Regions from separate parts of the Mus musculus genome. Here all the other regions are linked to region 2. The links are chromatin contacts, called in public HiChIP or PLAC-seq maps. All regions are on one chromosome and are shown on one strand. The core of a region is the stretch at or near the end of the contact, and the rest is flanking DNA. Distances in the headings are between cores, read along the strand shown. Region 1 overlaps Ero1a (endoplasmic reticulum oxidoreductase 1 alpha). Region 2 holds the start of Ptger2 (prostaglandin E receptor 2 (subtype EP2)). Region 3 holds the start of Gnpnat1 (glucosamine-phosphate N-acetyltransferase 1).

Evidence for each region. HiChIP or PLAC-seq counts read pairs in DNA pulled down with a chosen protein or histone mark.
Region 1: a contact with region 2 is called in an H3K4me3 HiChIP or PLAC-seq map of bone marrow-derived macrophages, with 2.5 times the contacts expected there. The contact joins the enhancer-like site here to the promoter of Ptger2 in region 2. A contact is called at or near these places in 5 of 39 promoter capture datasets (the C10 cell line, cranial neural crest, maxillary cranial neural crest and 1 more), 1 of 15 datasets of contacts at CTCF or cohesin (large pre-B cells), 1 of 484 Hi-C or Micro-C datasets (embryonic fibroblasts), 1 of 115 datasets of contacts at active chromatin or transcription factors (bone marrow-derived macrophages) and 1 of 9 other capture datasets (embryonic stem cells).
Region 3: a contact with region 2 is called in an H3K27ac HiChIP or PLAC-seq map of thymic regulatory T cells, with 8 times the contacts expected there. The contact joins the promoter of Gnpnat1 here to the promoter of Ptger2 in region 2. A contact is called at or near these places in 1 of 39 promoter capture datasets (pre-B cells) and 3 of 115 datasets of contacts at active chromatin or transcription factors (bone marrow-derived macrophages, memory CD8 T cells and thymic regulatory T cells).

The regions. Positions count from the first base shown.
Region 1 is chr14:45,290,068-45,293,420 of GRCm38.p6, reverse strand. Ero1a (endoplasmic reticulum oxidoreductase 1 alpha) reads left to right here. Exons shown (of 16, transcript NM_015774.3): 12 at 244-490; 13 at 990-1,059. Among named protein-coding and RNA genes, the nearest start is that of Ero1a, 27 kb to the left of the region's middle. Within about 2 kb of position 1,525, at least 8 of the 459 cell types and tissues checked have an H3K27ac peak or open chromatin away from gene starts, as enhancers often do. A contact at or near this core is called in bone marrow-derived macrophages, where this site is marked.
Region 2 is chr14:44,986,817-44,990,593 of GRCm38.p6, reverse strand. Ptger2 (prostaglandin E receptor 2 (subtype EP2)) reads right to left here and starts at 2,483. Exons shown (of 2, transcript NM_008964.4): 1 at 787-2,483. The coding sequence starts at 1,629.
Region 3 is chr14:45,387,305-45,390,700 of GRCm38.p6, reverse strand. It overlaps Gnpnat1 (glucosamine-phosphate N-acetyltransferase 1), which reads left to right and starts at 1,905. Exons shown (of 6, transcript NM_019425.2): 1 at 1,905-1,953.

The DNA.
Region 1 (3,353 bases), core at 276-2,775, 300 kb before region 2:
AGCTCACAGAGTTCTACCTGTCTCTGCTTTGAATTAAAAGCATGTACCACCATGCCTGGTTTTCAACAGAGGTTTTAAGGCTAAATTATTAAAAACAACAACAAACCCAAACTGTCTTTGGTTAAATTACATATTTTAAGCTACAAAATGAAATTGACTTCTATAAGTATAAGCAGTCCCTTATAATTAAAATGAAAATTACACAACTGTACAATTCAGTCATTTAGTGTTCTTTCTTTTTAGATACTTGGCTGGAAAAGAAATGGGGTCACAATGTCACAGAGTTCCAGCAGCGCTTTGATGGGATTCTGACTGAAGGAGAAGGCCCACGAAGGCTGAGGAACTTGTACTTCCTGTACCTGATAGAGTTAAGGGCTCTCTCCAAAGTGCTTCCATTTTTTGAGCGTCCAGATTTTCAGCTCTTCACTGGGAATAAAGTTCAGGATGCAGAAAACAAAGCGTTACTTCTGGAGATACTTCATGAAATCAAGTAGGTGCTATACATTATAACATAGATATTAACATATAGGTGAGGGGTGGTGCCCAGAGTAAACTGCATTATTTGGTTAGAGAAGAAAACCATCTTTATATCATGCATATGTAGTTGTATTTCATTGAAGTTTTAGTTTTTTGAGATGGTCACATTCTCTTGCCTCAGCCTCCAGAGTGCTGGGAATGTGGGTATGTATCGCCTGGCCGCCCAGAGCTTCTAGAATAGCTTGGATTTGCTTTGAACTGTGTACTACATTTTTGTTTTTTATGTTCTTAATACCAGCATTATTTTCATTTGCACAGTCTTTTAAGTTTGAGGCCACACTTCTAATACACTTAGAATTTGTATTTGAGGATAAATATTCATTTGCATTGGTGTTGGCGTTACTGAATTTTATTCCTAAAATTGTATTATTTATCTCTGACAAATAAAATATATTAGCAAGTTTTTTGATGCTTCTAATTCATGAACATGAGCCTTTTCTGTTTAAATGCAGGTCATTTCCTTTGCACTTCGATGAGAATTCTTTTTTTGCTGGGGATAAAAACGAAGCACATAAACTAAAGGTAATTAATTACACATCGGCTTAATTGTTAGCTACAGCCAGGCGGCCATGTAGGCTGATTGTAACAGAGCAGTAGCATTGGAAGTTGAGTAAAAGGATGCTTTTGAGAGGCTGAGGACAGAGCTGGGATAGGTGGGAGATCTTGACCAGAGCGGAGTTCCCATTGGAGGAGGCTGCAGTGCTCAGGAGGATGACTAGTAAGTAGTCATGTGTTATACAGTTCACAACTCTTCCCAGCAGATTCTACTGCAAAAGGCTATGTTAACTTATGAATTTGTTATTGTGGGTTTATTGTTCCATATTAACTAGTAAATATCAAAATATTATTGCATACCACAAACAATCTGATTGTCAATTAAAAAGTAAATTTAAGGTATAAATGTATTTATACTTCCTACTGAGTCTTGCCTCATAGCTCAATGGGCTTGATATGACTTCCCCAGAATATTTGTAACACCCCTCCCTGTTTCTTATGGTGATGAAAGAAGCTAATTTAATCAGTGTGTGAAGCAAGTTCTGTTTTGCGCATCGTGCTGAGGTCAGCTGTTAGGTCAGCTGCTCTTGATCCACCGTCTCTTTCCTCTTGAGTGCTGTCTCGACACAGATGTGGACCTCAGTGGTGATGCAATCCCCACAGCTTCCAGGAGACTGGAAGACAGACAGACAGACAGACAGACAGACAGACAGGGGAAGACTTCTTTTCTGTATGGTTTTCAATATGTTCCTATTTGTACTTCACTTGCTGGTTTGTTGGTGAGTGTTTTGGTATCACACTCATTTTTAGACTGTACAAATTAAGAAATTTTGTCATAGTGTTTTAATTTGATCCAAATTCCAGTCAGCTTTTATGTGCTTTGAAGTTTATATATAGTCCTTACAGGAAAAAAAAATAGGAAATTAAAAAAATGTTTGTTATCAGATTTACTTTTAAAAGCTTTCTGGTAAATATAGATTTGAACATTATTTATAAGTTCATTTTGCTGGGCATAGTGGTACGCTTTAATCCCAGCATTTAGGAGTCAGAGGCAGGAGGATCTCTGTGAGTTTGAGGCCAGCCTGGTCTACATAGTGAGTTCTAGGACAGCCAGGGCTACACAGAGGAACCATGTTTCAAAGAAACAAATTAAAGTTTTCATTATGGCTCCTTTATAGTGGCAGTGTATGGATAGAAATGATTGCTAGTGTTCAGAACAGAATGGAGTCTGAAGGTTTATAAGACATTTGAGGATTTGGCAGGAACTAGTCAGTTGAGTTTGTTCATTCTCCCAAATGACTGTAATCCATGATGAGAACTTTGGAAGTGGGACTGTGTACCTGGAGTTCCTGTCTGGCTGGGAGGCGAGGGAGTGCCTGCCTGAGCATCAGAACAGCAAGGCTCTGCTTTAGCAAGTTCACGTCTGATGATTTTAAGGATGGTATATTTTTCTAATAGGGATAACTTTGGGATATATCCAGATTATTAGATATTGTGGATGTTTGTGGAAATGACAAAGCTTTTCTCCTAATCCAGTAAGTTTCTAGGATCTCCAGTTCACACAGGTAGGCTATACTCATTCTATTTTATGTGGCTGGCTTTAATTTTATAATGGTATTTGGCTATCATAAGCAACCCTGTGTGCTCGCTGTACATATCATGCAAAGATTTACTCAAAAGATGCTCTGTTCAAATACTTGGGTTACATAGATTCCAGCACTACACTTAGACAAAAGCAGGCATAATCTTTTAGAATAGTTTATAACTTTGCAAGTATGATTGTCTTTTAAAAGACTTTTAAGCCCCTTCTGCATTAGTCCACTTTTATTATCTTGTAATATAATATAATATAAAATAAAATGTAATTGTCAAAAACTCACTTTGTATCAGTGACACCCTTTAGGTAAACACGTGTCACTGGCCCATCATAGTTATATCTGTTTGGACATTCATGGAGCCTGTGTGGACAGCTGCTTCTTCTCTAGGTAACTTGTCTCCATATAGATTCTGTAGACCTCTAGAACAACTATTAATTGTCAGTAATCCCTCAGGGAGGAGTTGGGCATCACAACCCTCTTCCCCTCTAGTAGTTAAAAGTTATGATTCTTTTTTAGTTAAAAAACCTAAAAACCTGGAATTAGGCTACATTTGGATCATTTTACCCGTTCCCTTTCTTTCTTTTAACCTCTGCCCTGGTGTTCCTCGTCCTGTTTCCTCTCCAGTTCATGGTCTCCTCTTCTTTATCACTGTTACATACTCTCTGTCTCTGTCACTCTGTCTGTCTGTCTCTCTGTCTGTCTGTCTCTCTGTCAGTCTCTCTC
Region 2 (3,777 bases), core at 1,234-3,733:
TCTCTGACTAGACACTCTCCATGCTGTCCTTTCCCAAACCCCCCTTCTATAGTTCTTTATGAAGGACCAGAAGGCTTCAACTTTGGCTGTGCATCCACATTAGGCTTTAGCAGCTCAGCATTTATTTCAGATCTCACTGTCAATGCTGCCTCTAACTGAGCAACACCCATGTTTCTATCCTGGCCCTGCCTCAGTTCCCCAAGCAACCTTTTCCCTCATCCCTGAGATGTTCCAGCTGTTACTGAATTTATCTATGTGCTCACAAAGTGCACAGCTACAGAATGAGGAGCATCTATGTGTGCTCCTGACAGTGACATCAAGAAACAATTTTGTAACTTAATGTTCCTAAAGTCAAATGAAAGAGGCTGTAACCTTCTACACCAAGGGCCTTCTGAATGCTGTGTGTTGACAACTACATTTTGCTCAGGAGAAATGAAAGCACCAAGAGAAGGGGCCTCAAGGATAGCAAAGTGGGCCCCAGTGATCAGATTATAACATTGTCAACATCCTATCTTGGGAGGGACTCCCTCCTCTTCAGTTACCAACCCAGGGAAGAGACCAAGCAGGTTCTTAGAAGAAGTGCTAAGTAGCAACAGTCATATGCAAAGACAGGAGGAGGAAGGAAGGAAGTGGGTAAGGTGAAAAGGAAAGGGGAAGGCAATTGACCTTTGTCAATTAAGACATTTCCCACCCAGGCTGTGCCTAAAGGTGGAAAGGGTGGGGTGAGAGGAGTTTGAGCAGGCTGCGCGGGCTGCTTGCGGGGCTGTGGAAACAAAGGTGACTTACTGTGAAAGGCAAGGAGCATATGGCGAAGGTGATGGTCATAATGGCCAGGAGAATGAGGTGGTCCGTCTCCTCTGCCATCGAAGTCCTCTCTCCTCTCCTGCGAGATCCAGGGCCTCTTAGGCTACTGCCAGACAATCCGCAGCGGCTTCTTCTGCTCCGACGGTGCATGCGAATGAGGTTGAGGATAACGCTGATGTTGCAGGCGAGCACAGCCACGATAAGCAGCAGGAGCATCGTGGCGTACAGCTGAAGGTATGCAGTCCTCCCGTGCCGGATAAAGCACCATGTCCCAGGACAGTACTGGACGTACTCCCCGTAGTTGAGCAGCGGCAGGGAACAGAAGAGCAAGGAGGCCCCATAGATGACAGGCAGCACCGCCAGACCCCCGCGGCGCGATAAGTGGCGCCTGTAGAAGTAAGGGTACCCGATGGAGAGGTAGCGTTCCAGGGCCATAGCGAAGAGCATGAGCATCGTGGCCAGACTAAAGAAGGTCATAGTGAAAGCGAAATAGGTACACGCGTGACTTTCGGGAGCCAGGGCCACCAGGGTCTGGTTTCTTGAATATGAAGCCAGCACCACCGGGCTGATGAGGCAGGTTCCCAGCAGGTCAGTGAGCACCAATTCCGTTACCAGCACGTGAAACAAGGAGATAGAGGTCCTGCTGCCGGCGCTACACCCGGTGTCCCCACGCCAGCGGCGCGCCAACAGTGCCAGTGCGATGAGATTCCCCAGAACCCCGGCCGAGAACATCACCGAGCTGATGGCTGGGCTTTCCCCCGAAAGGAGCCACTGACGACTCTTGCAGTCCTCCATTAGCTTGGAGTCATTAAGAAAATTGTCCATGGTGGAGGGTGTGGAGGAGAGATGATATCTCTTCCAGGCAAGTACCAGACAGTCGGAGGGTCTGATGGCCCCAGGGCTCCAAGACAGAGCAGGGAAAAGGGGAGGGACCGAAATCCAGAGCTCCCTTCCGGCCCCCAACTCGCACCAAGGACAGACTTGTTTGGGTCTCCTGCCTGTACGTACAGTGGCCTCTTCACTACAATATCCGGTCGCTCTCGGTGCTTCTGTGCCTCACCTGCCCTAGCAGGGGGTGCTTGCCAGAGCAGCTGCTCCCTCCAGCGCCTTCAGGGGGCAAGTCCAGTAGTGGAATCCAGGAAAGCAATTTAGATTGCTTGCGAGCTGCTGCCGTGGGGCCAGGCAGGGCAGACACACACTGACAGGGCTCTAGAAGGGACCTGGGGGCGTTCCCAGCGCTCACCCTGAGCTGGCCCATAAGGTCTTCCTTCCTATGGGTTGGAAGTTGCAGTGCCTCTGACTTCAGCTCTGAAGCCTTTAGCCCTAGCAGAAGGCTGGGAACCAGCACAGTTTAATAAGACTGGGGTAACAGGAACTCACCAAACTGAGGTTAAGAGAGTCCAGCCCTGTGAGGTGTGGAGGAGGCACAAAAACATCAAGACAACTTGAAGTAAGAATATGAGAGAGGTTGTTGTTTTCCTTTAAAACAAAACAAAACACAAAACATCCAGAAAGATACCCAACAAAGGTGGGACAAAAACTGGAAGGAACTGAAAAGCAAACCTATCCATCCAAGAAATGGAACCGTGCACACCACAGAGTGGCCTTTGCCTTCCTATAACAACGACTTGCTTAAGCAATCCTAACAAAACAAAACAGGAACTGTTCTTGTAATCCTCTAGAGTCATGTTTGTGGCCCCAGATGGAAAACAAATGGCACTTAAGTGTTCTCTATTGAGGCTCAATCTTGAAGAATCTGTTAATACATTGTTCACATTCGTCTCTCCACAGTCAGTTAACCATTCGAAGGATTTATTCCCGGAGTGTTTTGGTAATTGGCCAGTTTCACAATGAAGCTGGCATAAATAGTTATTTATCATTTGTTGCCATAGTTACAGAGTAGTTAAAAATGCAGCAGTGTTTCTGGTTTTCTCAGTCCAGCCTGACAGACAACGTAGGCAAGGGTATACTACTAGAAAAAGTGTATTTCATGCAGAGAAAGAGAGTGTGCTGAGAAAGAAAGGTTTGCCCAGGAGTAAAAAGAAAGAGCAATGGAAAGATTATTTATGGAGTACACCTTGCTTCTCATGACTTAGCTCACCATGCTTCTGGCCTGGGGACTGGAGGGGTTTTCTAGCAAAATACGGGAAGCAGAATCCATTTGGGAGGCCTACAGGCTCATTTCCCACAGCTGAAGCTATCCACTCCATTGCTAAGTTTGTAGGGCATGGATGCAGTGGGTGTCAAACTCCTCTAGTTTCCTTTCAGGCTGTAAACTGCAGGCCAGTAGCGTCCTCCACACAGCCACCCAAAGTGGACTCTCCCATGTCCATCTTGTGCCATCTCCTCCCACATGGTTGGGGAATGAGCAGAACAGGCAAGACTCTGATGCTGTTTCCACTGTGTTTACTTTCCAAAGGCTTTTATACCCTTTCTGTTTCCATGGTCACCTTATAACAAAAGCCCCTTGTGGCTCTATTTCTATATAATTGTCTCTACCTTTTCACTACATGAGTGACATGACTCTGCTGACTTTAATGGATACCAGAGAAAATTCGAGATCTCATCCCTATACCCTCTGCCTTTTTCTGCTAGTCTCTACCCCAACTTAGTAGCACACTGTGAGAAGATTCTCACAGAGGTGTGTGGACAATCTAGTTTCTGATTACTAAGCTCTGTCCATACCCCTTCCTCAACAACCCCTCAGACCCTAGGGTATGCACTCCCTGCATGTGAGACAGTCTTGGGGATCCTGGGGGAAGAAGCCACTATGAAGCCCCAGACATGGGTTTAAGCAAGGAATTCCCTGGTGCAGGGAAGTTTGTCTACAGGACAGGTGGCTTTGGGGCTCCGTGAGTGATCCCTACTTAAAGGTGAATATGTCACAAGAAAAAGACCAGAGCTAGTTGTATAATTCTTAGGAGTTCATATCTTAGTAATTACTTTTCTGGGCTTCGTGATTTCATTTGCAAC
Region 3 (3,396 bases), core at 656-3,155, 400 kb before region 2:
GTGGAACATCAGCCTGAGTTAATCGGTAAAGGTCTACCTGTGATTTTCTAGTCTCTTTTCATTAAAGATATGATTTATTTCAGAGTATAGTATTTTTGTGACAGGGTGGTCTGGGCCCCTATGAGATTGCATCGAGTAATTACGCTGCCATTTCTGAGTAAGACATGCAGTTAACTAACAGGTTTTGTTGCACTGGAATTTGGGTAGATGTTCCTCATTTCACCATACTGTAGTTTATTCCTTCTACACACACATACATGTACACAAACTAGCATCTTAAGCACATATTACAGGCCAGGATACATGTTGAATGTTTTATTTGTATTGCTTTATTAGACCGTCACAGTGTCAGATTAGGTACCAGATACCACCAAAGATTAGGAAGCTGTGTCACAAATGTTCAAAGCCACAAGTAAAATGGAAGCACAGCAAAGGAAATTCACATAATCCGAAGACATTTCTACCAAGCTGTTAACATAATGTTAATTCTACAGGCGAAGCCATGGGGACACATGACTTTTTATTCTGTATTTCTCTGATGCTGCAAGTTTTAAAATAAGCAAAATAATGTAGTAAGACATTAAAAAACAAATATTTTGGCTGGCGGGATGGCTCAGTGGGTAAGAGCACCCGACTGCTCTTCCAAAGGTCCAGAGTTCAAATCCCAGCAACCACATGGTGGCTCACAACCATCTGTAACAAGAACTGACTCCCTCTTCTGGTGTGTCTGAGGACAGCTACAGTGTACTTACATATAATAAATAAATCTTTAAAAAAAACAAATATTTTAATGAGTTCAGAGATGGAAGTGGTATACGTCTTGGTATATTCAAGACATTTCTTCCTCCTCCCCTATCTATCTATCTATCTATCTATCTATCTATCTATCTATCTATCTAGTGACAGCATTTCTCTACATATTCGGGGCTGTATTTGATCTAATTGTGTAGAACTGTCTTGAACTCACAGAGATGCACAAAGCCTCTGGTCTCTAGTGCTGGAATTAAAGGCATGCACCAAGTACTACACACACACACACACACACACACACACACACTCGCTGTGTGTGTGTGTGTGTGAATGTATGTATGTATGTATGTATATCTCCAAATCTCTGCTTCCTCACTTGTCAGATGACACTAAATGACACTTAAGAGAGAGACACTGGAGGTAGGAACCTTCCCAGGACTGAGATTACAGAACAAGCACAGTATTTGCTGTATACTGTAAGATGCTTTCAGGGCCCTGGCCTCTACCCCACTCTTCACTGCCTGGAGAACGTAGCCACTTCTTGCCCAGAGTAAGCTGAAATGTTCCGGGTGTCATAGGAAGCAAAGGGCTGCAGTGGAAAGCTCAAGAGAGCTCAAGGGTGAGTGGTTCCAGCTCAGTTTCTAGAAGACAGAAGCCCAGCCTTGTCTCAGACATTTGACAATCAGGAGATGTAATCACCAGTCCTGTTAATGGACTGCATGCAAGTGAGGGAGGGGGACGATGGGACTGACAGGGTAGGAGCCTTAGGGCTCGGAGAATGAAAGGAACCCACACCGGTCATCGCGGTAGGCTGCTTATACTCCTATGGCTTTATTTTCAGATAAGGTGTGAGAGCGACGGTGGTACTCTCGTGCAGTGAGCGAAAGGCAAGTCTGGAAGGTAAACTGATGACGCAAGCTTTGCCCCTGGTCTTTGCCCCACGCCCCGCCCCGCCCCGCCCCGCCTCGCCTCCGGAGCCCAGGAGTGGTGTGCGTGGCCGTGCCTCCGCGTGCGCAGCGGTGCGTGAGGGCGGGGCAGGGCAGAGGCGTTGGTCCGGCCACGTTTGGCCTGGCGGTTCCGGCTGCGGCGCGTGGGGGCGCACGGGGGGCGGGGCTGGAGCTGCAGCCGGATCCGGATGCGGCGGCGCTTTGACCCGCAGGGAGACTGACGCGCCGGGACTGGAGCGTGGTCCGCTCCAGTGCGGTGAGGCGGCCTGGGGCTGGGACGCGAGGGCTGGCGGGCTTGGGACCGCAGAGGCTGAGACGCCCTGCCCGGGAGCCGGGCGGCAAAGCTTGATGCCCGGCAGTCTGGCCGGGCAGGGTCTTGGAGGGCCTAGGAGTGTCCGTGGCGTGGGAATGGGGGACGGTCCTCACCTTTTCTGCCGCCGTCCCTATGAAAGGGCGCGAACCCTCGGTTCCCTTTTACGGGTGTAGCGGTCAGAGCCGCTGAAGACAAGCACCGGCTCTGAAGAGCCCCAGCTGCGCAGACTGTATGAAACCTGGGGTGGGGGAACCTAGAACTTGAACCTCTAGAAACACCAACTGTGTGGTTTCTATTATGTGTTAGAGCTAATGTTTATGTAAGGCAAGCATAAAATTTGTTCCTGTAAAAAAATAAATGGGGGTTTGTTTGGGATTAATTAATCCAAGAGTAGGTCTCAGGAAATGGATTCATTAAGGTAGGAATTGTATGATTCAAACAGATTCCATGATGCAAAGATTGTCATCTGTTGACTTTCCTGCAGTAATGCTCTATGGGAAAATGAGAGGATCCTCATTCCAGGCCACTCATTTGTTGATGAGTGTTAACTAACCTTAGGGCTAGTCTTGGAAACTCGGTGCTCCCAACTGTGCAACTAGACTTGGGGCTAATCAGATCGTGTAGATTAAGTACACTAACGGGAAAGACTTCTTGCTTCATGAAATACTACCTTTCATGAAGATACTCGGAGCTGTCTACTTATCTGTCTGTCTACCTGTAACCTATCACAGCGAGTTTGATTTGGCTGCAGATCATGTTTAGAAATGTGTGAATCCTGGTCTTCAATCTTCCTACTTGTTGCTCCGCTGTTTTTCAGGAAGCAGCCGCTCCCCATCTATATCCAGACTCATTCAGAGGCTGGGAAACCAAACTTGAAGTTGGGTGTATGTCTTTTGTCTTCTCACTTGTGGCCATGTGGCAATCTTTTTTTCTACATGACTTTCTGAAATGTGATTTCTAGATAATACCTTACGTCATTCATTATTCATTGACTAGAGGTTCACTGGACTAGGGCTTAGGCAATACTCAAGCATTGTAAACAAATGCTAATTTAGAAGTTAAACCCTACTGGGTAGAGGGGGAGGGGCTTTTAGTTAGAGTTTACAACCAAACTTAGAGAGGAAGTTAGGTGGTGACCTTTAAGTGCTACAGAATGAAGGCTTCTTGTAGTTTTGTTTTGATAAAACAGCCTGTGTAGCAGGGGCTAGCCTTGAACTTGGGTGGGGGGGGGAGTAGTAGAGAGGGGTACCTTAGAACCAGCTTTTTAAAAAAATCTCCATGTTTAATCAACTCCAATAATTAGTTTTAAAGTGTGTGTGTGTTTGAGATAGGTGTGACTGGGTAGCCTGCTGTCCTTGAGTCCCACACAGTCCATGCTTCAGCCTC